Regions from separate parts of the Mus musculus genome. Here regions 2, 3 and 4 are each linked to region 1. A link is a contact called in public HiChIP or PLAC-seq and promoter capture Hi-C data. All regions are on one chromosome and are shown on one strand. The core of a region is the stretch at or near the end of the contact, and the rest is flanking DNA. Distances in the headings are between cores, read along the strand shown. Region 1 holds the start of Arel1 (apoptosis resistant E3 ubiquitin protein ligase 1). Region 2 holds the start of Erg28 (ergosterol biosynthesis 28). Region 3 holds the start of Mideas (mitotic deacetylase associated SANT domain protein). Region 4 holds the start of Lin52 (lin-52 homolog (C. elegans)).

Evidence for each region. Promoter capture Hi-C pulls out the DNA fragments that hold promoters and counts their contacts. HiChIP or PLAC-seq counts read pairs in DNA pulled down with a chosen protein or histone mark.
Region 2: a promoter capture Hi-C map of neutrophils shows a contact between it and region 1, with 2.8 times the contacts expected there. The contact joins the promoter of Erg28 here to the promoter of Arel1 in region 1. A contact is called at or near these places in 2 of 39 promoter capture datasets (erythroid cells and neutrophils), 3 of 115 datasets of contacts at active chromatin or transcription factors (bone marrow-derived macrophages, large pre-B cells and memory CD8 T cells) and 3 of 9 other capture datasets (adipose tissue, liver and macrophages).
Region 3: a contact with region 1 is called in an HNF4G HiChIP or PLAC-seq map of pancreatic cancer cells. The contact joins the promoter of Mideas here to the promoter of Arel1 in region 1. A contact is called at or near these places in 1 of 484 Hi-C or Micro-C datasets (the G1E-ER4 cell line) and 1 of 115 datasets of contacts at active chromatin or transcription factors (pancreatic cancer cells).
Region 4: a promoter capture Hi-C map of erythroid cells shows a contact between it and region 1, with 4 times the contacts expected there. The contact joins the promoter of Lin52 here to the promoter of Arel1 in region 1. A contact is called at or near these places in 4 of 39 promoter capture datasets (erythroid cells, hippocampal neurons, liver and 1 more) and 2 of 115 datasets of contacts at active chromatin or transcription factors (bone marrow-derived macrophages and microglia).

The regions. Positions count from the first base shown.
Region 1 is chr12:84,967,524-84,974,061 of GRCm38.p6, reverse strand. Arel1 (apoptosis resistant E3 ubiquitin protein ligase 1) reads left to right here and starts at 3,213. Exons shown (of 20, transcript NM_178065.5): 1 at 3,213-3,433. Fcf1 (FCF1 rRNA processing protein) reads right to left here and starts at 3,132. Exons shown (of 8, transcript NM_028632.2): 1 at 3,097-3,132; 2 at 2,780-2,847; 3 at 1,001-1,072. The coding sequence starts at 3,099.
Region 2 is chr12:85,822,545-85,829,082 of GRCm38.p6, reverse strand. It overlaps Erg28 (ergosterol biosynthesis 28), which reads left to right and starts at 4,190. Exons shown (of 5, transcript NM_021446.3): 1 at 4,190-4,612. Ttll5 (tubulin tyrosine ligase-like family, member 5) reads right to left here and starts at 4,163. Exons shown (of 34, transcript NM_001081423.3): 1 at 3,997-4,163; 2 at 2,459-2,630. The coding sequence starts at 2,532.
Region 3 is chr12:84,215,837-84,222,374 of GRCm38.p6, reverse strand. Mideas (mitotic deacetylase associated SANT domain protein) reads left to right here and starts at 3,494. Exons shown (of 13, transcript NM_001163501.1): 1 at 3,494-3,600. It overlaps Gm46319 (synapsin-1-like), which reads right to left and starts at 5,944. Exons shown (of 3, transcript XM_030247050.1): 1 at 5,852-5,944; 2 at 3,261-4,225; 3 at 2,723-2,892. The coding sequence starts at 5,944. The coding sequence ends at 2,811.
Region 4 is chr12:84,448,503-84,455,040 of GRCm38.p6, reverse strand. It overlaps Lin52 (lin-52 homolog (C. elegans)), which reads right to left and starts at 3,533. Exons shown (of 6, transcript NM_173756.4): 1 at 3,498-3,533. The coding sequence starts at 3,528. It overlaps Aldh6a1 (aldehyde dehydrogenase family 6, subfamily A1), which reads left to right and starts at 4,017. Exons shown (of 12, transcript NM_134042.3): 1 at 4,017-4,152. The coding sequence starts at 4,102.

The DNA of each region.
Region 1 (6,538 bases), core at 1,964-4,463:
GCTGAAGTCTACATTGATAATTTTGATGTTAACAAAATGAAAACTGAAGTATCTGAGAAAGTTCACTATAGATAAACATCTTTTTCCCCTTTTTCACTGTAGGCAGGAAAGGGGCTGAGTAAATGGCTCAGCAGTTACAAGCACGCACTACTGCTCTTAGTTCCTCCACCGACCTTGAGTGTTCATTACTGCCTGTAACTCCAGCCCCAGGGGTGCTCCACCCTCAGCCTCCAGAAACCCAAACTCAAGTGCACATGCCCACAGAGACACATCGTGGCCACACATACACATAATTAAAGAAACTTTAAAAAGGAAAGTTGACAGCATGCTATTTTCAGGCTCACTAGAAAGCTCTGATATAACTTTAAAAACACAACTATTCCAAACGTAGCTCTTCCTCGATCTGGAGACTAGTCTTCGGGCACAGAAAGAATCTAGTTATCAGGATTAAAATCAATGCTATAGCACGTTGCCATTCTCAGAACCCTAAAATGGATGGAATGTAAACAGACTGTCTAGCATTAGGACCATAGCAGAGCCCACTACTCATCTAAAACCTCATGATGTTCCTGAGCCAGGAACTGCGGTGACAATACAGCCTCTGCGAATCCAGAGCAGGAAGATAAAATTATGCAAAATGTGCTCAGATTTTTCATGACGTTAAAGGTACTTATTTTAAAGGAATGACCTTCATCCAGAATATATAACCTCACCGATTTGTGGCAATATAGTCTCTCTTTTATGACATTTTAATGTGGCAAACAACAGAAATTATTTGTTTTAAAAGATTTTTTGAAGAGAAAAAAAGTTTAGTCCTAGTGCCTTCAGGGAAAATTTATTGCTCAATGGGATTCAAAACCTCAAAGCATGGAGATGAGAATGTGCCCCCCGATAGCACTTTCACTCGACAAGCAATGAAGTCAGGGAAGCCTGGAATCTTACAGGGCCACTGCTTTCTAGTGTCTGAGTGGAAAGGCAAGCTGACGCTTTTAGTACTCACACTTCTCTTTCCTTCAGCGCGCTCGGATCTTTCTTCTCTTTCTTCTTAGGCTTCAACCTATCCTTTTCTTTACTGCAAAAAAAGCAAATCCAGAGAAGGGAAACATGATGCAGTTGAAATTTCATTTGGAAGTTTCAGTTTGTTGGGGCTGGCCTAGCACGCGTGAAGCCCTGGGCTCAATCTCTATCACCTCAAGTTCCATTCTCTTTCTGCTACCAAAGAAATCCAGTTGTGGACTTTGTGATGTTAGCATCAACATATACTATGAGAACAAGTAAATAGAGCAGGAAGTAGCCAGAAAATATAAAAATTAATCAGTAAGGCTAATAAACTCAAGATGTTGTTAATGAATAAATTCTAATTATTAACTTTTTTCTTGGTATAAATGGGGGTTGATTTTACTCAAAGTACATTATATACCCACTTGAAAAATAACATAATGATATCTATTGTTATGTATAATATATGCTAAAAAAAAACAAAAACAAACCACGTGTAAGAGGCCGTGAAGAGGTTGTTATTAACCTGCTGAAGACTTCTGAATATCCCAAGGTAGGCATGGTGGCCCTCCTAGCTCCAGGGAGAGAGAGGCAGACAGAGCCCTAAAAATTCGAGGTCTGGTTTACATAGCAAGTTTCAGGGTAGCCAAGGCTACTTAGTGAGACCCTGTCTCAAACAACAACAACAACAACAACAACAACAACAACAACAAACCAAACCAAATCAAACCAAAAAGGACTCAAACCACAAGTTTAGGAGGAAAGTTTCTCCACGTTATTTATAAAGGCCTGAAACATAACACACGTATAAAATAAAGACTCAACACAAGGAAGTGATCAGTGGGACATTGTTAGATAAAATAAAAACCCACATCAGAAGCTGAGAATAATAATTCTGAAGGTTCTAATGACCACTCTCTTGTTCCGAAAATCTTAAACACGAAGAAGCCCAGTCTTCATTAAATTAACTGTTTACCCAGTCCTTACCGATACAGAGAAACTGGTTGAGTGTTCTTTATTTATTTTTATTTTTTTTTTTTAAAAGATTTATTTATTTATTATATGTAAGTACACTGTAGCTGTCTTCAGACACACCAGAAGAGGGAGTCAGATCTCGTTACGGATGGTTGTGAGCCACCATGTGGTTGCTGGGATTTGAACTCTGGACCTTCGGAAGAGCAGTCAGGTGCTCTTACCCACTGAGCCATCTCACCAGCCCCTTGAGTGTTCTTTATAATGGGAATATCATACTAGCATGTTCGAAGGTTCTGAATTCTTTTTTTGTTTGTTTGTTTGTTTTTTTTTCGAAACAGGGTTTCTCTGTATAGTCCTGGCTGTCCTGGAACTCACTCTGTAGACCAGGCTTCGAACTCAAAAATCCGCCTGCCTCTGCCTCCCGAGTGCTGGGATTAAAGGCGTGTGCCACCACCGCCCGGCAAGGTTCTGAATTCTTACAACTTATAAAATGGGACTATCTTGGACTTTTCCCATCGTCCTTTTTAAACTTGGGTGGCAGGACCTGAAGACAGCCATGGTATGACCTCCTCACCGGCTTTCCCACAACGATACCATGCCCTGCCCCACCGAATGTGTGACTATAATTCCATGCAACACAGACCTAAGACATTATAAGCAAAACAAAAAAACATCAAATGTTTCTACTTAGCCCATCGTGACTTCTGCAGTTTAAGAAACCAGTACATCAGATGTTTCTACTTAGCCCATCGTGACTTCTGTAGTTCTGATCAGTTTAAGAAACCAGTTGGTTCTGACCACTCACAGTCGCTCGTCTCTCAGACTGAGCATTCGCTTCATAGTCGCATATTTCCTTGTTTTCTTTTGCTTCCCCTTGAAACAGAAGTTTTCGAGTTAAAAAGAGCTGAAAACATCTTTTAAAGTTCTCTTCTATTTTTCTTGCCCCTCCCCAAACAGCACTCAGTCCCCCTCCCTACTCCCTTCGAACTAAGGCCAGAATGGAATTAAACAAACAAACAAACAAACAAACAAACAAGGAAGCACCGAGTCTATATCTGGCCAAAGGCTGAGCTCCCGTTTGCTCCCCAAAACTCTCTGACAAAGTTCTCCCACTCCGCTCACCATGTTCACGCCGCACTCCTGTTTCTTCCGGAATCGCTCGCAGCGCGACACTTTACGTCATCCTCACGCTCTTTCCGGCAAAGGCCAACCCGGAGGCGGAAGCTACTTTGGGAAACGTAAAAGCTCCGAGCCGGCTCCTAACGCTGGCGGAGATCGACACTGGAGATTTTTTTGGGGGGCGGGTGGAGGGTAGGATTTGTGCTGGATGAGGCCGCTGCTTCCTCGGACCCCAGAACTAGGACTTGGCCACGTTGCAGCCCCCGTTCGGGTAACGTTTTTCTTCACGCCGCAGCCGGAGGCAGAGCCCAGCCGACCGTAGGCACCAGAATTGCTGAAGGCGAGCGAGAGAAGAGGGGACGAGGGCAGAGGGGTCGGGAATCCTGGGCGTCCCATAGTTTGACAGTACATTCTGGTTTTCCTCTGGCACATCATTTCAGCCTTGGCTCTGTAGTTCAGCCTTGAGGCTCTGGTTATTGATTGGTTTTCCTCGCCGGCTTGGAACTTGTGAGGCTGGGCGTAAGATTCTTCGGAAAGAGAGGAATGTAATAGCGATGGAGGACATCCCCCCCCAATGTTCTCCCTCCGTCTCTGTCTGTCTGCATCTCTCTCTCTCTCTCTCTCTCTCTTCCCGTGTGTGTGTACGAGCACGAGCGTGCAGGTGCATCAGAGCAGAAATTCAGAGCAGAAGCCAGAGGAAGCTGCTTGTCTTTATCTTCCACTTTTTAGAAAACAGTCTGTCTTACCCAACCTGGAAACACCTCCACCTCCGGTTTTTGCTAGATTGACTGACCAAAAAGCCCCAGAGATACTCCCATCCCTGCCCTCCGGTGCTGGAGTGGACAAGCCCACTACTCCCCGGCTTGTTTTCTAACCAGATCCTGGGCAAACCAAACTCAGGGCTTCTTGCTTGGTCAGCAGGTATTTTACTCATTGAGCCAATTATCCCAGTCGCAGTGGCCTTTTTTAGACGATCACAAGAAAAACAGGTGCAGAAGCTTATATGTGCAACTACTTAGCAAGCCTGGAATGTGATGGGGAACAGTGCTCTTCGTTGTGAAGCCTGGTGTGCAGTCCTTAATGGGAGAGGGAGAATATGTGGGAATGAGAAAGCGAAACTGGGCAGTGTTTGGTTTTGTTTTCCGTTTGCTTGTTTGTCTTTGCTTTTAGGATGTATTCTAGTTGTTCTTAGCCATCCGGAGAGAGGTTTCTTTTACCCCTTGAGAGTCTGTGGAAGGCCAGGGACAGCTTTCCTGGAAGTGGATGTGCAGTTTATGAGACTTGTAGGCTATGTGAACTTCATCTTAGTTGACTCTTTTGATACCTTTGTTTTACCGATGTTGAAGCTGTGCCCTAGACGCTCAGAGGTCAGTTTGGTTCGCTTGTGATTTTCTTACTGCATGACACTGACCTAGTGTTACTGGGTTCAGAGGTGTTCGAGGTGTAACAGTGCGAGGCAGTGCATTGGTTATGGGACTCGGGCGTTTGACTGGCTGCAGTTCACTCCCTCTCTTGAGTTGCTTTATTTGCATTGCTTTGGGCCATCAGTTGGTGCCTCTGTTTCTTTGTGTATAAAGCTAAGCTCATCATCACAGCACCTATATTACCCAGACACCACTAGGACCGACCTGTGTTTTCATAGTCATAAGCATCGTCCCTAGAGATGCTTGCCATTAAAGTCTTTTCAGTCATTTCCTGTCAAGTTTTTCCAGCCCGAAAGGTTACACCACTTGAGTGTTCATGTGTTTTTTTACTATTTTGAAACTTGACCGTGTTGGCGAACCTCAGAACTCTTACTAAACTTTCAGGTCTCTATAACGGGTCATTTTGTGTCGGTTTGAATGTGAAACTGCTGTCCTTCCTGTTGTTCTCTTTGAGAGACTCATATGTGTGCAGGTCTCTCTGTTGTTCACACATCTGTGGGTTGTGAATTTTTGGTGTTGAAATCATTTTATTATTGACATGTCTTCAGAGACTTTACTTCTGCTTTACCCCCACCGGGAGTTCCTTATCTTTTCACAACAGGTTGTGTCTGCCAGGCTACCATTCATGGGTAGAATTAACAGCACCCATATTTTTAAAAAATGAAACATATACAGAAGTGGATGCTCACCGTCATCTATAGGATGGAACACAGGGCCCCCAATATAGGAGCTAGAGAAAGTACCCAAGAGCTGAAGGGGTCTGCAACCCTATAAGTGGAACAACAATATGAACTAACCAGTACCCCCAGAGCTCGTGTCTCTAGCTGCATATGTAGCAGAAGATGGCCTAGTCAGCCGTCATTGGGAAGAGAGGCCCCTTGGTCTAGCAAACTTTATATGCCCCAGTACAGGGAATGCCAGGGCCAAGAAGTGGGCTTGAGTGGGTAGGGGAGCAGGGCGGGGGGAGGGAATAGGCAACTTTGGGATAGCATTTGAAATGTAAATGAAGAAAATATCTAATAAAAAATGTGGGGAAAAAAAGAAACATGTTAGTGATTAGGCATTTAGCCGTTTTTTGGGGGTGGGAGATTAGAGACAGGGTTTCTCTGTGTAGCCCTGGCTGTCCTGGAACTCACTCTGTAGACCAGGCTGGCCTCGAACTCAGAAATCCGCCTGCCTCTGCCTCCCAAGTGCTGGGATTAAAGGCGTGTGCCACCACTGCCCACCGGTATTTAGCCTTTTTAATAAACATGGTCAATTATTAAAAAAAGAAAAACCATCTGGAGACTGATTAGAAAAGAGAGAGAGAAAGAAACAGAGACAGAGAGAGAAAAAGAGAGACAGAGACAGACAGACTGCATCCTTGTGCACTTGATTGAGAGCACTCAAAGAGAAAATTGCCGAGCTAGGTAATTTGTAACTTGCTTTTAAATTCAGGGACTGAAAGAAAAGCCCTTTCCTCTCAAGCTTGAAATCTGTTTTTTTTTTTTTTTCTTTTATTTTAAATCGATTTGCAGCTTCTGTTCTGAGAACTTTCTGATCCTTGATTGTTAATACTTGATAAGGAGCTGAATCAGTGGAGGAACACTGTGGGGGTTGAGAACATAGCTAGCAGAGTATGAGAACTGTGGGGTTGAGAACATAGCTAGCAGAGTGCTTTGCTGCATTGTAATTTTGTCATAATCTGGGGATCTTAAAGCCTACGATTAAAGCCTCAGCTATTATATGCCATCCTTTGATAGGGATGGAAGGTAGCATGGTTTTGACTGTGTTGAATGGAAGTGGGAAGTAATTACTTTTGACTGCACACTCGTGAGGGAAAGAATTACTTTAGTCCTTCTTAGTGGTTCATTGTGTGTTTTCTGTAGTCCTGAAGAGAAAGAGTCTCTGAGACCCCTGAGTCCACAGTTTGAATACTTAATTGGCCTTGGACTTTGTTCTCCTTATTAATTGGTCTAAATACATTTGAATAGAATTACGACTAGTGGGAGAGCCCCTAGGGAACATCTTATATTTCAAGT
Region 2 (6,538 bases), core at 2,941-5,440, 850 kb before region 1:
GCAGTGTCCTCCATGGCGTCTGCTTCAGCCCTGCCTCCAGGTTCCTGCCGGGTCCCTGCCCTGACTGGACTGGGACCTGGACATGGAAGCTAAAATGAAGTCTTTTTTCCTGGTGTTGCTTTGGGTCTTGATGTTTCACCTCAGTGTCAGAAACCCTGAGTCAGCTTCCCAGAGTAGAAAGCCAGTGTATGACAGACCTGTCCATGAGCTGACAAGACAAGAGTAATCGCGAAAAATCCACAGAAGTATGCAAAAACTCCATGAATTTAGATGAGGGTTGGGAAATCTACTAGATAATTAGCATTTCTCAATTATAAATATAAGCAACAGTCAGTTATATTGTATTATCTGTGTTCATCATCTAAGCCACTACGCAGAGATTTTAAAAAATTAAGAAAAAAGGAAAAACAAGAGTAAAAGAACAACCCTGGTTGGCATTAAATACTTTCTAAAATGAGTAAAAGGAAGTAGACTGAAGTAAGATGTCGCATGAAGCAGAGGAACCAGAGGGAATTACCCATCTAATTATCTGAAAACAGTGACCCCAATACACTGTCAAGTCATTATGTGCTGTGAACTAACAATGATAAGCCTTTCCTGGAAACTTAATGCTGTAACTATTTCTCAAATATTGTTAATATAATCTTCTACCTTATACAGTCTACCATGACCGCATTAGCTACTAAGAACAATGCCTTACATTTATACCATGCTTCATAACTTTATCAAGTACTTTCATGTGTATTATAGTTTGAACCTAATCACACCCTTTCAAAATAGGCTGGGAGCTACTCGGGTTCTAGAGTGTGTATTCTAAGGGACTGAGAAACGGCTTAAGCTAAGAAAAGTGACTTATTCACGCCTAAAATCTCAAGCACTAGGAAGCTGAGGCAGGAGGACTGCTACGCATCTGAGGCCAGCCTGGGTTACCTAGTGAGCTTCAGGTCACCCTGGCCTCAAGATTATATTTATTTGTGTATTTGTGTGTGTGTGAGTGTGTGTACATTTATGTAAAGATAATTTTTTTAAAAAGAAGCTATGAATTTGAGGAGAGGGAGTGGAAGGAGAGGATGAAAGTGCAGTATACATATATGAGAGCTTAGAGTTATATATAAATAAATTAGATAAGCCTATCAGCTTTTCTCTTCCATATCGAGTAAAATTATGAGAGGTAAAAGTCCTCAAAACTGAGAGCTAAATTAGAATCACAATCCATCTCTTCTCTGTAAAGTGGAGATTCTTTGATATTTGTGAGTCTAATAAGGTGGAAATAATATTTTTAAATTAAAATCTCTCAGTGTGCATATTAAATGATCTACTCTACCATCTCTAGAAGCTACAGTTGGCCCTGTTAATCATTTTCATTATGAGGACCCAACAGTCAATGAATGACCTTGACCCTTAACCTGAAAGAACTTACAGAGAGCCCTTGTGGTTCAATGAACACGGCACAGGCTACAGAGCTCTAGTATTCTCATCGGAGCATCTTCACAGAGGTTCTGCTGTGTGTGGCCTGCCCTTCATATCATCACCGTTCTACAGCTGTAAATGCTTCAGAGAAAACTTATAGAGTCAAGGTCAGAGCCTAAGAACTTAACGTTTCACCAATCTCTAAAATTTTCAAAATCTCCAATTTTTCAATTACTAGAAGCTATGGTCAAGACACAAGGCTGACAAGATGACTCAGCGGATAAGGTGCTTGTCGCCAAACCTGACCCAAGTTCAATTCCCAGGACCCACATGATGGAAGGAGAGAACAGATTCCAGAAAGTTGTCCTCTGACTTCCACATCCGTACTGCACTCAGTTCACCTATTAGAGCCAGGAGATGGTGCATCAGGTAAATGTACTTGCTTGGAAGCCTGATGCCCCATGTTCAATCCCCCAAAACCCACAACAAAGCCAACTGCAGGGACTAGAAGGATGGCTCAACAGTTATGAGAGCTTCCTGCTCCTGCAGAGGAGCCAGGTTCATTTCCCAGCACTCCATCAAGCTGCCACAAACTCTGTAACTGAAGCTCCAAGGAATTCCATGTACCCTGGCCTCCTCAGGAACCTGCATGCCCATGCTGCACATAAACTCAAGCAGGCGAGTCTGTTTTAAAATGTGCACACAGAGAGAGAGAGAGAGGGAGGGAGAGAGAGAGAGAGCGCGCCAGATGTGGTGGGAGGTATGGCAACAGAAATGAGAGACCCCCACCTCAAAAACAAAGCAGAAGGGGGTGGGGAACCAAGTTCACCTGAGTTCCTATCTGAACTTTAGAACATCTAAAGGTGATATTGACTTAGAGGCCTAGAAACATAAGCCCACCCTTCGAATTTCTGAAAAAGGATGGGAAGTGAATAATATGATCTTGACTCCAAACACAGATGGAAGCTAGGGCCAGGCAACACAAAGAAGGAAACCTGGAGGTGAATAAAGGAACCCCCCCCTTAAGGGCGGGCTGACTGTCACTCACTCTTGGTTGGCCAGGTCCTCGTCCTCTGAGGACGATGCTGTCTCCTCCAGGTCCCGGGCCATCACAACTGGCATCTCCTTTGGGGTCTGTCATACAGTCAGCACACAGAGGCCTCAGAGACCTTTCTTCCTTGCAGTCTCACTGGATCAAACAATTTGGATGGCACAGACTCCTGTAAGAAAGTCAAAGGACTTCAAAGACAATGCAGTTGCATACTTCAGGATTTTTTGCATGATCTTTAAGATGAAAAGAAATATATTCCTGAGTATTTTCCAGTCTCTAGAAGCTTACCTTCTGCCACAGTGCACCTCACATATCACAAAAATCAAGAATTTTTTTTCTGTGTTTGTTTGTTTTTGTTTTTCAAGACAAGGTTTCTTTGTGTAGCCCTGGTTGTCCTGGAACTCACTTGTAGACCAGGCTGGCCTAGAGCTCAGAGATCTGCCTGCCTCTGCTGGGATTAAAAGGGTATGACACAAAATTTTTTTCAAACAGATACTGTCTCTGCTGTATCTAAAAAGCTGTTACTGAATTTGAGTCGTTTTATATAATAAAAGAGCAAGCACCAAAGGAGAGGCTTTAGGGCACTGATGTGGACAGTTGATAAGCCTATGTTTAGAAAATTCTTTGCTAAACAAATCTGACCAGGATCAAAATAAAAATCCAAGGTTCAAAACCCTTGCCAATATTTATACAGACTCTACCACAAGCAAACAGAATAAGCTGTTATGTTTCTAGGAAAACCAAATCACCCGAACTATTAATAAAAGGGTGGTGAAAATATTTCTCCTCAGCAGGGATCACATAAATGGCCGGGGAAAGGGGAAGTCAAATACTCTAATTATTGGTACTTTTTTTTTTAATCACACATTTTAATCCGGATATCAAGTAGACACATAAAATTAGGAAATCTCCAATTCCCAGGCTTCTAACTTCAAACACTTTCCATAGAGAAAAAGTTTCATGTTCGTTATAGAGAAAATAGAAACGTTTAGGGAAAACGCTTAACCTTAATGTCACTACTCAAAGATAATCAATTCGTGGCAATTCTCCAAGCTTTTGCTGGTCTGTGCATTGACTTATACAATAAGACTCTCAAAAACAAAGCAACTGCAGCAAGCAGCAACAGTGACTAACCCCGACCCTACACATCTTCAGCAGAAATGAGTAATACCAAACAACCTCAATGATTCTTTTCGGGTGATTCCTAAAGGAACTTCTCGACCTTACCCAAAAATGCTTGAGAGTCTTTTAAGTTAAAACCTTCAGGGATGCCCACCTTTCCTCGGCTCCCTGAAGAGTAGAACGAGATAAATGCTCAGGAAGTCCTTGCCCCTACAGGGACCAGCCGCCAGCTCCAGCCCAGCACACCCCAACCCCAGGCAGCTCCGCAGGCAAGGACGCGGCGACTCTGCCGCAGCGCTTCTGCCCAGCACGCCCGGAAGCCAACAGCTGCTCCGGAGCTCGGAGGGAAGCGCAGCGGCGCCCGCCTAACCCTGGAGCGCACCTCCCCGGAGCGCGCCGGCGCAGGCGTTTACCTGTCTCATCTTCTCACGGCTCGGGGCCGGCAGGCGGGGACCACGCTCTGCTTCACCTCCCTCCTCCTTCCCCAGCCCGAATCAACGCAGCCGCCGAAGGCTGCTTCCCCCGTTACTACAACAACCAACAAGCAACCGCCCGCTAAGAGCCACTGCGCAGGCGCCCGCCAGCGGCGCGAACAACGCTCGGCTGCGGGCGCTGACGGATGGCGTCACCACGGCGCGCTCAGACACCAGAGCCAACCCAGGCTGTCACCAGAAGGTTTCTTGGCTCCTTTTTCTCTCTGCGTTTTCCCCACCCCTAAAAGACTGACTCCAAACTCAGAGTTCCGCCACGCTCGACAGAAGGGTTTACCGCGTGAGCGGCGTAGCAGGAAGAGGCTCAGGCGGCGGCAACTGCTGATTGGCAGCAAAGGAGTTCACTCCCTATCGCCTGCTCGAACTGAGCCAGCGTAGCCAATCAGAACGAGGACTGACAAAAACAACCCAATCCTGGAGCTGGGCTGAGGGAGGGGGCGGGAACAAGTGGCCCAGGTGGACTTGGGACCGGAGCTGGCCTAGGGAGAGCTGGTTTGCGGATGCTGCTGATACTGCTGCAGTAGTACTGGATCGTCAGGTAGGAGAATTTGGAGTGGGATGTAGCACCCGAGTAAAACTATCTGCAAAATTTAGGAAAGTGGGGGTTGCCTGGAAAGCAACCGGAGGTGGTGGTGGAGGAGTCTAGAAACGATGTCCAAGAGGAGGTGCTAGGAAAATGGAGATTTGGTCAATTCTGGGGATGGGTGAGTGAACGGGCAGTCGTTATGAACCTAGCTCTGCAACGAGCTTTCACTTTTCCTCATGTATTATCGGGTAACCCTCGAGATAGAGGCTTATATCCCCATTTTACGGATGAGAAAACCGAGTCTCTAGAGTCTCACTGGCTTGTCTGAACCCCTCAGATATGAGTGGTGTAGCTAGGATAGGAGTCTGCCTCTATTGATTGTTAATTAGTATCGCATCCATGCTGACCTGGGCAAGGGTGTACCCCACCTCTCTCTCCACCTCATAACTCCAAGGGAATGGGTTTAAAGAATTGGTAGAGTCATACAGAAATGCTCTGGTGTGTTTTCATCAGCTCTGGGATTTCTAAGATCTGTGAAATAAATGGAGGGTGTAAGTTCTACGTTCTACTGAAAGGGAGTGTGTGCGGGGGCGGGCTGGGGGGATTTTTAAATAACCCAAGCTGGTGTTGAGAGGAGAAAGTAAAAAGAAGTAGATTGGCATATGCTGTAAGTGTCTGTGAAGATCAGCACACCCCAGCATCTCTAGACTGGGACAGTCCCCGTTTGAGACCTCTTTCCTCTGGGTCCACCCTTTCTCTCCTGGAGCCCTTTATAGTTGGTTTTTCGTCATCACTTCACTTGATGTCTATATACACTGGGTAGTAGGGAATCATACTGAAACATTACCACAGTGATAAGGGAAGCCTGATAGTTTCTTACAGCTTTCAGGCCAAAGCAGTTAGCCTGACAATAGGTAAATGAAGGGCCAATATGATGGTGGCTATGACAAATTGTCTCTGTGGGATCCCTTTAGAGCTGATGGAAATCACTACTCAGCGAGGCTTGAGCTAAACAAAAAGTACCGAACCTAGCTCTCTCTCCTACCAGCTTCCTCAAAAAATGGGAACTTTGCTGCACCTGGCCGCACCCACCTTTAATCCCAGCACTCAGGAGGAAGAGGCAGATGGATCTCTGTGAGTTCCAGGCCAGCCTGATCTATGTAGAGTTCCAGACTAGCCACATAGTAAGACCCTGTCTCTAAATAAATAAATAAGTAAATATTTTTTAAAAGATGAGAACTTTATCAAAACATTCTATGAGGGAGTATTGCAACAGAGTCCACAGACCCTGGCACTCAGCCACATATTAGCTATGTTACCTAAGCAAATCACTTAGCTCTTGGTTCTGATCCCCATCTGTAAAGTGGAAATACTAATAGTGCCTGCCTATCCTGATGTAGGGAGTGAGTGAAATAAGATGTTATATACTTGGGGCACATATAAGTGTAGGACACAAGTGTTCCGTAACTATAGCTAATGTACTTTTCTTGAAACCCAACATCAAGCTATGACAGGTCTTTTCCAAGTCTTTTCGATTGTTTTAGTTTATGAAACATGATGTGTCTGGGAGCCATGCAGAGGGAAACTAAGAAGACTAGTCAGACAGTTACACTATGGTTTCCATTCAAGTGTATGATGCAACTTCTGTACATTTGATAGGATGTGTCCAGGTATCTGAGTAGATTTTGAATCACCCTGAGCTATTTGTATTGCAAAGGGATGGCATGAAGAGATGAAGGCGTAATACTGATTCCAGGCAAGTGGAGGGAATTCTGACTTACAGCAATGCTGTGCTTTGGAGGATTAGTTGAGCAAAGGTAAATGTGGTGCCACTTGCTGCAAGGTGTACTGGTCGTTCACCCTCTTTAGAGTGACCGAGCATTGGCAGGAACACAAGCTTGCCCAGAAATCCATTTGATTACTTATAGAAATGTCCGC
Region 3 (6,538 bases), core at 2,245-4,744, 750 kb after region 1:
ACTGAGAATTGATTGAACATCAGGCCCTAGGAAAGCTAATCAGGCACCCCACCCGGGGACTATAGCCTCTTTTTACTTCTTATTATTTGGGGGCAGGATTTACCGAGATGTCCAGGATGGCTTTGAACTTGTGACCTTCCTGCCTCAGCCTCCTGAATAGCTGGGTTTACAGGCTTGTGTCATCAGGTATGACTTTCAGTTTTTATTTTGAATTCAGTTGTGTTAGCTAATTTATTTTTGAGGGGGTGGGTGGGCTGGGGAATCAAACATAAAACTGTATGCTTTGCTAGGCATGGGCAATATTCCCTAGCCCAAAGTAGCTTAACTTTCTTTGCTTTATTTTTTCTGTTTTGTCTTTTGGTGGTCTGGGGGGGGGGGCAGACTTGAACCCAGGACTTCAGACATGCTAGGCAAGAGCTCTACTACTGAACTACATCCCAGGCCAACTCCTGGGTTTCAGAAACGTCTCCAGCCACCTGCCCTTTCTGGCTGCCAGCGTTTTAAGTCACTTCTGTCATGTTTTCCTTCTGGAAGCAAAGCCTAACTTCTCAGTGCCAGCATCTTGGAAGCTAGGATGGATTCCCTGGGAGGAAGAAGGGAATGCATGGACAGATGTAAATTTCTGTGACTCAAAGACATCTGCATGTGCTGTGGGGTAGGTGACACCCAATACCGGGGCTGCCAGGGATGGCGCAGCAGTCCACACCCTCTGACCTAGTTTTAAATGGAAAGATAACCTTTGTTCAGCAAAAGGAGTGAAGGCTCAGATTCAGGTATTATACTTAAATCTGCTCAGGGTCCTTGCTTTTTTTTTTTTTTTTTCTTTATGTTCTGTTGTGCAGAGGAGGAGTTACCATCATCGCACACGTGAGGTTGTCCTTAGGCCCCCCACTGTCTTATGTGCTGGCTTTTATGTTAGAAATCTGCAGCTGTTCGACAACTACCCTAGAAGAGCAGCATGGCTGGGGATGCCGTAGTAGTTCAGTGTTTGAGATCCTTGCTTAGCATGCACAAGGGACTGGGTTCAGTCTGTAAGTAACACACGCACACACATCCTCACAAACAGATCGGCTTGAGATAACAAACATTTCTCATTGTTTTTACCATTTCTGTGAGTCAGGCATCCAGGTAGCTTAGCTGGGACAGGTTATTGGGTTTTGGTGGTGTGGTGGCGGGTGTTTGTTTGTTTTCTTTTTTTCAAAGAGACAGGGTTTCTTTGTGTAGCTTTGGCTGTCCTAGAACTAGCTTTGTAGACTCCGCCTACCTAAAGCCATGCGCCGTCACCTCCACTGCTGTTGCTATTGAGATTACTGTTAAACTGATTCCTGGGCTAAGAGACTTTGGAAGGCTTGGATAACATGGGATATGAGCGAGACATCCCTTTCCAATCTCACTCAAATGGTTGTTGGTAGGTCTCTCACTTCCTTTGCCAAGGGCTGTCTAAGAACACGATGGTTGTCTTCCCTTCCTTGCAAGGAGCAAGGTAGACTGAGACACAGAGACAACCCAAGCTGCAAGCCATAGCTTTCTCTATAACCCAGTCTCACAGATGACATCACATTTCTTTTGCCGTATTCTGTTTGTTAGAACTGAGTCAGTAGAGTTAGGGACGAGAGCTTGTGTAAGGGTGTGAACGCCAGGCGGCAGAGATCATTGGCAGGGAGCTGTCTACCACATCCTCCACACAGGGTCCTGAGACTTCCAGCAAATGCCACACTAGGCAAGGACAAAGCATTGTGTATGTGCTGATGTGAATGTCAGGCCTTCACACATTGTGGGCTCTGCTAATTACTCCTGGGCATGCAGAAACACTGAATATTCATGAAGTTACCACAGAGGATTTAGAATTACAATACTGAACAACAACAACAAAAAAATACTCCATTCCAGTCTTAGCAAATACGGAGTAACACTGTTTTCTTCAGAAGCCTGGTCATTGCTGTAAGGAATTACTTCTATTCCAAAATCAAAATGAGGAGTACCTCCGCCATACCTTCACTCCATCATATGATGAAATAATAAAATGTCAAAGAGTTATACTTAAGTCTATAACATACTTACTTCTTAAGACAATATTATTTTCCATTCACTGCACTTTTTGTGTTTGTAATGTAATAGTAATGTCTCGGTAAAAGGCAGACCCCAGTGCACTGGTAGCTGCAAGATGAAGGAATTCACGCTGCCAGGAGAGCTTGGGTCAGGGTCTACATGCTTCTCATCTTTGGGTGAGCCTGTGGCTTCTCTTGAGGTATTAAGCAGACTTGGGGTGAGGGTATCCCCACATGTTGTTTTCCATTAATCTTACATCACCTTTGACACAAAACCTGTACTCAAGCAGAGGGCTTTCTGGGCTTCAATGAGGAGATGGGAGGTCTGGGAGATATTATCAGGCCAATGTGTTAGTAGGAGTAGTTTGGAAGTGGGAAAGGGAAAATTTTGTCCAGCTTAAGTGGACGTCTCTGAATGGCCTTTTATGGGTCCCTGTTTTCCAGAGCAAGCTTCTGCCTCACTAAACGTTTCTGTTAGGAAAACCTTGCCCTGCAGTTTTGGCTGTCTCCTCCCCCCCCCCCCCCCCCCCCCACACACACACACAGCAAAGGCTAGCCTAGTCCTCTCTCCAACCTAAGGGAATTAGGAGTCTTTCTTTGGGCACTGCTGTGTAACTGCTTTCTTACTGGTCGCCAGAGGCTCAAAAGGCAGCTCTCTGTTGATGTTAGTTTTAATACGCCGAGAAAATTTATTTTGGGCAGTGATAAACTTCAAAATTACTATTGCCTGAAGCTCCTGCGTCCAGGATCCACCTTGTAAAATCACTTCTGGCTAATGATGACACCCGAACGCACCAGGCTCCAGAGATTCTGAGACTTGAGTGCACAAGGAAGAGGTGGGGATCTGAGAAGAAAGGGAACAGAACGACTATTTCCCAGACCCGACGTGGGTGATGACATAGTTCCTGAAATACAATGCATGGTAACATCGTGTACAAGTGCCACCCGGGGAAAGCCACTGACAACTGTGCAGACCTGTAAGGGACATGAGGACGGGAGATTGGAGTTTGGCCTAGCATTATTCAGGGAAATAGTACACTGCTTTCACACATGTCCTCTCTAGTCCAAATAACAAATGAAATGAAAACCTTTATTATCTCTCCCCTCTCTCCCGACTGTATGTGTGCGCGCGCGTGCGTGGGAGGAGGAATGTAGGTGGGGGACTTTTTCCCCTAGGGTCCCTTGAACTCAGCCCCTAGGCTCCAACGCCACCTTTTAGACTCAAGGGAGAGCAGGAAGTCTCCGATCGCACTTTCCCCAAGAGCAGAGTGAGGGTAGGGACGAAGCTTCCACAGCCGCTGCAGCACCGGGAACCGAGGGTCTGGCTGGGGGCCGCGCGGAGGCGCGCGGAGCCGGGGCGCGGGCGGGGCAGGAGGCTGCAGAGCCCTGCGCGCCGCCGCGCGAGCTGCTGGGTCACAGCCGGGACCGCGCCGCCTGCTCGGCGAGGAAGTGACGACTGCGCCGTCCCGAGAGCAACAAAGTTTGAGTCTGCTGGTCGCGCTCGAATTGCGTCCCGCGCCCCCTCGGAGCTGCCCAGGGATCCAGCGTGCAGGTGAGTCGCGGGAGCCTGGTGGCCTTCCCGCCGTGGGGGGCGCCGACGTGGAGCTCGGGGCGGGAGGGGGGATCCGGAATTCGTTGGGGTTCGGCGGCGCGGGCCGGGTCGTGGGACGCTGGGAGTGGGGGTGCAGGAGAGGGACAGGGTGGCGGAGATCTCGGCCGGTGTTGCGCCCCTGAGGTGGTTGTTTTGACTCGGGACTTAGACCGGCCTGGCTGCAGCCTAGCCCTCTCAGGGAGCCACCCCTGAGCGCAGCGATGCCGGGAAGGGGCCTCCCCGGACCTGCGACCGGAGCCAGCCCTACACCCCGCGCCCCATCTCTTCGGGTTGCGTGCAGCTGCTTTTCCAGCCCTTCCCGGTGTTTCCCCGGGAAACGTTCCCTTCCTCTACGCCGCCCTCCACCAGGTTTCAGGAAGGAAGTTACAGGAACTTTCCCTCTACTTTTGTTTGCTCGGCCTTGCAGTGACGAAGAGCAGAGCAACTCAGAAGTTTGGGTCAACAGCCCTATCCATTTCCAACCAGCAAAACCCGAGTTGTCCCCCAGGCCTCCTTGAAACGAGCCCCTCCCGACTCTACACTTTTCCTCCCTCCCTCCCAAGCCCCGAACCCAACAGTAAGCTCTCTAAGGCCTAACACTTTGCAATTTAGCCATAAAAACTGTCAGCACACCCACGTACATATGTGAGTGTTTTCTATATAAAACCCAGAAAGCCGCTTCCAGTGGACTCCGTGGCATCTTGTTCTTTTCTGTGTTCTAAAACGGCTAGGGCTGCAGGAGTTTGCCTGGGAACTTTGATGATGGTTCCCCGCCGCCCGCCCTCGGTAGCCTCGTGCTTCTGGGTCTTTAAAGAACAGCTGAGAAGTTTATGACATCTTTGCATAGTTGCAGGGGTCTTGGCGTGGCCCAGCAGCTGGCGCCAGGGCTCCTTGGTTTGTGCCTGAAGCTGTAGCAGCGGCGGGGACAGGGCGATGTGTGCAGGAATGTGTGTACAGGCCGTGGACAGTTGGAGATGGGATGTCTAGAGCTTGAATAGTGCAGTCCCTAGCAGCAGCTTTCTGCCGGTCTGTAATTACTGCGTGATTGCACAGTCAGGCTTTGTTGGCGTGGATGTTTATACACACGCTATTGTGCAAGCTCTTGGTGGTGGTGAACAAAACGCAGATTTGCATTGCAAATGCTTAGGACAGATCTGGGCCTGAACTGCTGTTCTCGAATTCTTCTTACCCTTTAACTTTTGCTGGATGGTTGTTTCCTTGCCTCTCCCTTAACCTCCGACAGCTTGCTGATCTCCTGAGAGTCTGGCTACTCAGGAAAGCAGTCTCTCTTTACTATTTACTACAGAATAAATATCTTAGGCAGCCTGAGCATTGTGCCAAGAACTGTACCTTCACTTGTCCTGAGAAAATGTGGGATGACGTCAGCAGGAAAAGGAGATAGGAGATGACTGTCCAATCCTGTCTTCACGGAAGGGCTGTTTGAATGAGCAGAATTGCAGGATTGGGGCTAGCTATAAAGAGGAGTCACAGGTCATGTATGTCTGAGCTGGCCGGGCAGACTTTGAGCCTTGAAGGATCAGCTGCAGACATTTAGGTGGGTCCTAATTCCTTTATTGTGTTCTGGGCAAAGGGGAAGCATGCTTAGTGGGTAAAGGAAATGTGCCAGGCTCTGAGACTATGTGTCTGTGTGGCCGATGGGTGTGGGGTTGAGGGTGACTCACATGTTTTCTGTAGTGTGGTCCCTACACCTACTTCCCTAGTACTGTCTACAGGGACAGGGGTCTTCATATCTATCCAAATTCTGCCCTGCAGGAAGCAGGCTGTCTTAGCTACTTTTCTAGTGATGTGAAGAGACACCGTAACCAAGGCAACTTATAAATGAAAGCATTTAATTGGGGACTTGCTCACAGTTTCAGAGGGTGAGTCCAGGATCATCATGGCAGGGAGCATGGCAGCAGGCAGGCAGGCATGGCGCTGGAGCAGTAGCTGAGAGCTTAGATATGATCAATCCACAGCAGCAGGTTTGGGGGCGGGGGTGGTGTGGGGGTGGGATCAGGGGCACTGAGCCCAGTATAGGCATTTGAAAACTCAAAACCCTCTTCCAGCAACACACCTCCTCCAAACAAGGCCACATATCATAATCCTTCCAAAATAGTTCCACTAACAAGCAAGGAAGCATTTAGATGTATGAGTCTGCGGGACGGGGCGGGGGGAGGGGTAGTGCCCATTCAAGCCACCACAGGGGCCCAACCTGCACATAGGAGAAGGCTAATGGTTTCTTGAGAGCTTCAACTGTATGAAGGACCAGCGCAATCCTTTGGAGACCAAGAAGCGAGCACTGCATTTGTGCAAGACCATCCTTCTGTCATCCCAAGTGTCAGTCATACAGTCTATTCTGGGCTGAGATTCACCAGGCAATGCCTTTCCCTGTTGTGCTACTCTGTGACTGCTTGGCACCAACCCCCTACAGTGCACGCATGGTCCTCTGCTCCCAGAAGCAGATACTGGTGACCGACTGGAACATGCTGGTGTTCCTTCATGGCTTCCCAAGCCAAACAGTGGAATTTCACTTGGAAGCCAACTGCTGGGTTGCAGCCTTGTGTCATCTGTATGTCACCGGCACAGTGACCGCTTGTCAGACCATAACATTAGGGCACACAGTCCCTGGCAGGTATCTGTGTGCTTTCAGAGACTGGAGGAAAAGCATGTAAAATCAGGAGAGTTCTGGAAGCTCTGGTTCCACAGTAGCCACCGGGGAATGGATTTAGAACAAAAGCCCCACTAAGGTAGGAGTTGCCTGGAATTTCACAACTCGATTGCTCCGGGGGATATTGAGTTTTTACTGAACTTGTCTGTCAAGGTTCTTGTCACCTGACTAGAAAACCCCGCCTCCGTGAGTCCTAGTGACACCAAGATTGATGGAAGGAACAGGCTTCCT
Region 4 (6,538 bases), core at 2,284-4,783, 520 kb after region 1:
ACCAAGTCTCCACATGTATGTACACACATGCACCAGTATCCATATGCATGTCTGAGTGCAGACACACACAGAAACATGCAAACTCTCCCTTTAAACTCATAGCCTCCCTCCTGGGTATCCCGTTGTCCTTACTCTCACACCTCACACTCTGTGTGTGTGTGTGCATGCACACATGCATATATGGATGTAATAAGTCTACAAATAGGCATATGACAATAAACACCAAAAAGGATGCTAAATGTTTTTATTTTGTCTATTAGTGGCTCACTAAGAAGCTAGCTGGCCAGCATGCTCTCAGGATCCAGCTGTTTCTGGGCATACCCTCCCCACACCCACAGAGCTGGTGGTACAACCATGCCTGGCTTCCAACTCAGGTCCTCATATTTGCAAAGCTAGCTGCTTACCTACAATGTATCATCTCCCCAGGACCTACACCCTCTAACCTATAAAACTCTTAGTTCAGTCCCTAGTGCATTGAAACTACTGTTATCAAGCTTCCCTTTGCCAGACCGTCCCACTTCTATGTGTCCCTGCTATGACCTCCCACAGCATGAGATGCTTTCATGAAACTGCTGCGCTTGTTTCCTCTTAGTGACTCCTCCTTCACTCTGCTCCACTCAGATCTCAGACTGTGCTGGCTCTACTCTCTACAACTTCCACCATCATATACCAATGACCATTCCTATTTCAAGGCTTACCTGTCCTCCTGTCCAAGAGGCTCCTTGATGTCCCTCTCCATTTGCACGTAGGGAAAACCCCTTAATAGCGCTATGTTCAAAATCCACTTACCCAACCTTCTCCATCTCAAGAAACTGCAATGCCACAAACCCAAGTTCTTTGACTTATTTACTTTTCGTTAGTTTACATTTGTGTAGCATTCCATGGATTCTGGCCTTTGCACGATGGCTGCTACCATTTCTACAGGGCCGAGACTTATCTCTCCACAGAAGACTTATCTCTCAGCACAATTCTCTGCTTTTGTTTGGTCTGCTCCAGGAGTCACTGTGTTACTTTCTGATACACATAAGCACATCTCTTTGTCTTAGTAGAATTAAGTCTCCTCTCAGATACCAGCACCTTCAATTTGAAGAAGAGCTGGATGCTCTCTGCTTCTAGAACCTCACTTATCCAGCAAAAACTGGCCTTGTACCACAGTCTTCCAGATACTGGCTTTTAGAAATCCTGCTCCCAGGAGACCTCCACAGACACCAAGATGAACCCCAATTTTTTAAAAAGACAACAAAAATCTTACCAACACTTTTTTTTTTTTTTGCTAGTAAGAAAAGGATGTTTTAGCAAAAACAAAACAGAACAAAAAACAAACAAACAAACAAACAAAAAAACACCCAGGCTAGAGAATCTCTTTTGTTGTGAACACAACTTCTTTGGTAAGAGGCCAGGCATAGTGGTACAGACTTTTACTGGAGGCACAGGTAGGAAAGCAAGAGGATGGTGAGTCTGAAGCCAACCTGGGCTACACAGTGAGACCCTATCTCAAAAAAAGGAAAGAATTAGAAAGGAGGAAACTCTGGTATCCTTACTTTTGAATATAATCTAATCATCCTCTTTAGTACTAAAGACTGAACTTAGGGTCTTGGTCATGATCAACAACTCCCTAGTGCTGAACTACAGTCTCACTTCTTATTGTTCATTTTCAGATGTAGTTATGGTATGACTGTCTTGTCTTCATGGTATATATGTGGAGTACATGTGTGCTTGATGTTCATGGCGGTCAGATCCACTGGAATCGAGTCATGAGTCACCATGTAGATGCTGGGAATAGAATCCAGGTCTTTTGCAAAAGCACCAGGTGTTCCTAACTACTGAGCCATCTCACCAGCCCCCTGCATCCCCCTCACATTTTAAAAAAAGATTTATTTACTATGTACACAGTGTTCTGCCTGCATGTACACCTGCACACCAGACGGGGGCACCAGATTTCATTGTAGATGGTCAGGAGTCACTATAGGGTTGCTGGGAATTGGACTCAGGACTTCTGGAAGAGCACCAGTGCTCTTAATCTCTGAGCCATCTCTCCAGTCACTCCTCCCTTACTTTTAAAAATAAAACGTTTTATTTTAAGCTGTGTTATGGTGGTGCACGCCTCGGGAGGCAGAGGTAGGAAGAGCTCTGAGTTCAAAGCCAGCCTTGTCTATAGAGCAAGTTTCAGGACAGCCAGGACTATACAAGAAACCTTGTCTCAGGAAAAACAAAAACAAAAACAAAACAACCAACAAACTAAACCAACTTTTTATTTTAGACACGATTTGCCTACAATTCCCTCTACAGCCTAGGCAAGCCTGAAGCAACAAACCTCCTGCCTCAATCTCCCAAGCTAGAATTAGAGGTCACACACCAAGGCCAGTTTTACTTTTGGATAAACGTTAACTTAAAGCCAAATCCTTTACAGGCATTATTCTAAAACCTAGGATTAGCCGGGCAGTGGTAGTGCACGCCTTTAATCCCAGCACTCGGGAGGCAGAGGCAGGCGGATTTCTGAGTTCGAGGCCAGCCTGGTCTACAGAGTGAGTTCCAGGACAGCCAGGGCTATACAGAGAAACCCTGTCTCGAAAAACCAAAATAAATAAATAAATAGTAAAAATAAACAAACAACCCCCCCCCAAAAAAAAACCCTAGGACTAAATTAATGAAATAAGACAGAATTGGAATTTATAGTTGGGTGTGGCCCGGGCAAAGTGCAAAGTTAACAGAATAACTATATAAACTGAGATGCTGAATAATGACAGAAGAGCAATTCCAAATATTAAAGCAAAACCGCGAGCAAAAGCATACGGGTATATCAAGAACACCTATATGTCTACTGAGATGACTTGCGTCTTAGAAGACAGAATAAGCAGAATTGCTCCTGCCCTCAGCCTACGGAAACAACACATAAAGTAGAGGGGTGACGAGTTAAGGAAGAGTTGAGAAGCGTGAGAAGCGACATTAACAAGCCGAATTTTCACTCCCTCGGGACTCAGGGCAAGGAAACCAGGTCCCCGCACCTCCTGCTGCCAAGGCAACGGACCTGAACTGAGGAGACAAGCTTCTCTCTCTGCCGGCTCGGTAGAGGAATGAACCCTAGACCTCATGTCAGTCACCACTCACACTTCACAGCCATAGAGCTTGAGAGACTCATACGTACCAGCTCTACTGAGATGAGAACAGAACCAACACTCCAATGGGCCTGTTCAAAAAGAAAGTTCCCTTTCCCCTCAGCAGCTCCTTTTGAACCCTCAGCATCACCGATGGGCCGGAGCGACCTCTGTCCTTTTTCCCCCCATAGGGACTCCGGTTGATGGACTCCTTCCTAGTACACAGCAAGGAGACCTGGTACTAGGCACCTGCTAGCTGAAAAGCCGGCATACCCCAAAGGAGAAAAGTGGGAGAGAAAGGAGAGGGGCGCAAGAAAAAAAGAGTAAGGGTGAGGACAGAGGAAGTTCCCAGAGAAGCAAATAATGATACTACAGGCCAACAATCTCCAAGCCGGCTCTTACCGTCTGTGGGAGACGCCATCTTCCAGCCCATGTCACGTGACGTAACCAACCGTCGGCGGGAAAGCGAGGATCCGCAAGCCACGCCCCTAGCAGGGATAACCTATCCTTAGCTCACAGCCCGGTCTCGTTTCCCTACTTCATAGGGTAACATTTGCCTAGTCCCACCCCAGACAGCAGCCCCACCCACGGAGTGGTTAAAGTGGAACGCAGGCAAAATTCTTCAAGGACCTTATTTACTTTCCTTAGCAAGGGGGCGGGACCTTAGAGAGCCTACCTACAGCCAATCGGAGTTCCCGGTTAGGGGGCGTCTTCCCTGTGTGCTTACTATGCAGTACCAAGTCGAGGGGGCGTCTCCATATTTCCGCCAACAAAAATAGGATAAAGTGAGAGAAGCCCAGAACGCTTCCACCTTTGACCAATCACCTATTCCCAGGGGTGGGAATGATGGGTGGAGTCAAAGATTCCGACAAGTGATTGGTTATAGGAAGTGGCCCTTCCCTCCAATGGAGAGGCTCGGTCGTGTTCTGGGCGTGGCTTAACGGTGTTGCTTCAAGGGAGGCACTGGCAGCCGAGACGCAGGCGAGCTGGGCAGAGTCGGTGAGCCATGGCGGCGGCAGTGGCGGCAGCGGCAGCAATGCGGTCCCGGATCCTGCAGGCGAGTGAGGGTGGCGACGAGGGACCATGATGTTAGAAATGGGTCCTTTCCGCCCCGTCTCTAAACCATGCTTCTGCCGGACAGACTTCTTGGCCCAGCCCCTTCTTTGCAGCCCCTTGTGTTCCACCAGACCCGTGCGTCAGGGCTGTCACTCTGTACCGCCTGGCCCCGAGATTCAGCCCCGGACGGTCACGCCTGCTCCCCACTCCCCTTTACTCCTGAGCCTTTTCTTTTTTAGCTTTGACCCACCCACCTCCAGTCCAGCTCAGTCCTTGCTGTCACATGCTGGCTTGCTTTCTCTTTTTTGGTTCCTCCCACGGTCTCTCTTTCACCTCTGTACCAGCCACCTCTGTGCCCCAGAAACTCCTCCTTTTGGTCGCTGTACATAGAGTACTTTCCTTTGCCAGGAGCGTCCCTTCCCCCCATCCAGCCTCTATGTGAGGCAAGAGGGGATGGGAGCTCATTAAGGACATGGAACTAAGATCAGAGAAGGAACTTTGAATCTCCTAGACATGTACCCTAGGTTTTCATATCAAAAAGGCAGCCATTTGTTAGTTTTCACAAACATTCTGGCTTTTAGTGTTTTTCCCAAGCCCTGGGCCAAGTTAAACTTTCTCAGCGAAGTTAAACTTTTGGAGGTAAATAAGGGCATGTGGTTTTGCTAATACTGCTTCATTCAAAAGACTAAACATTCCCCCAGACAGGTGGTAGAAAATAAGAGCCTAGGAAGACACCTTCCGAAAATCAGTTCTCAAGTGCCGACATATCCTCTTCTAGGCTGCAGTTGGAACCCCACGGACGCCGCGCAAGGGAAGTTGTAGAGTTCCAGAAGCTGTATGCCGGCGATCCCCAGCTTTGATTATAGCTTTTCCCTGTGTTTGCATCTTAGCATGGACTTAGAATCTGAGGCAAGACTTGCTCTGTTCCTGGCAAGATTCATAATCCAGTATTAAGCGACACTATCTCTTACTCATCCAGCCTAGGAATGTCTCCTGTTGCACTTTTATATAAACTTTAATTTCTTTCTACTCATCAGGTTTTTAGGAGATCTACTGCAGAAATGTGTGCATGTGTTTGATTCTTGGTGGAGTCCCCAAAGGGTCAGGTTTGAATGTCATTTAATGGGACAGTGTAGAGAATGAGCTGGAGGTCTTTGGAGGTTGGCGTGACCTCACTCCCCTACTTCTGTTCTGGTATCTTTTCCTAGTAACAGATAGAGCATTTCCTCTCTAGGTTTTCTATTCCCAACCTCTTAAAATCCTTTATATATATAAAAAAAAAATCTCTCCCCTCTCGTCATTACCCCATCACCATGAGTCAATGAAAATCCTGAGGTATTTTGTCTTTTGCATAAAAGCAGAATTTCTCCTTTTTTGGAAGAAATACTTTTTTTTTCTTTCTAAAAACCAAATTGTAGAAACCTCTGAACTGACTTGGAAAAAGACCAGAAATAGTTCTTAAACAATTAGTTACTGTAATCTGACACTTTGATAAAGGCTAATCTATGTGATCATATGGTACATGTATGCAGGCCTAGTTTTTGGAGAAACACAGGCAGGAAAATCTCTTGAGACCTTCACAACCAGCCTGAGAAGGGAACCCTCCAGAGAGCAGGAGAGGAAATGAGGAGAGCAGTTAAATAAGAGGATGAAAGGCAACATTGTATACTGACATGCCTGAAGACACTTCAATGAAACCTAGTAATCAGTCAATGGTTACAAAACAAAACAAAACCTCAACAAAAATGCTTTCTAAAATCAAATGCAGAGCTAGAGAGGTAGCTGGAAGGTCAGGAGCGCTAACTCCTCTTCAGAGGGCTGGTGTTCAGTTCCCAGCACCCACACTAGGTAGCTCACAACTGTCTCTAACTCCAGCATTAGGGGTTCTTATGCCTTCTGGTCCCCAAGGGCATCTGTATGCATATTGCATACAATCATATATACACAAAAACTAAAAAAAAAACAAAAAAACAAAAAAACCTTAACAAAATCAACGACAACAAAACACCTGGATAACTTACTAACACACACACACACACACACACACACACACACACAGGGGGGCGGGGGGGGGAGGAGCTACACAGAAAAGAGAACATGTTGTACATTCTGACAGCCGCGAATCTTAAAGGAACTAACAGAAGAAACTAAGAAGGATCAAATTATATTTCAGAGTTTTTAAATTTTATTTTTTAGGGCAGCATACAAAGTAATCGGTGAGTTCTCAGTTATTTTAAGTGTTCAGCCTATCTTTTCTGTTTTGGAATTAGAAGAATTTAACCTAGCCCTCGCCCCTCTGTTTTGTGTGATATTATCTTTCCCATTCAGAGATATGACAACCAGTTTTAAAGAGACCCAGTGTCCTGCCTCCACGATGCAGAGCAAAT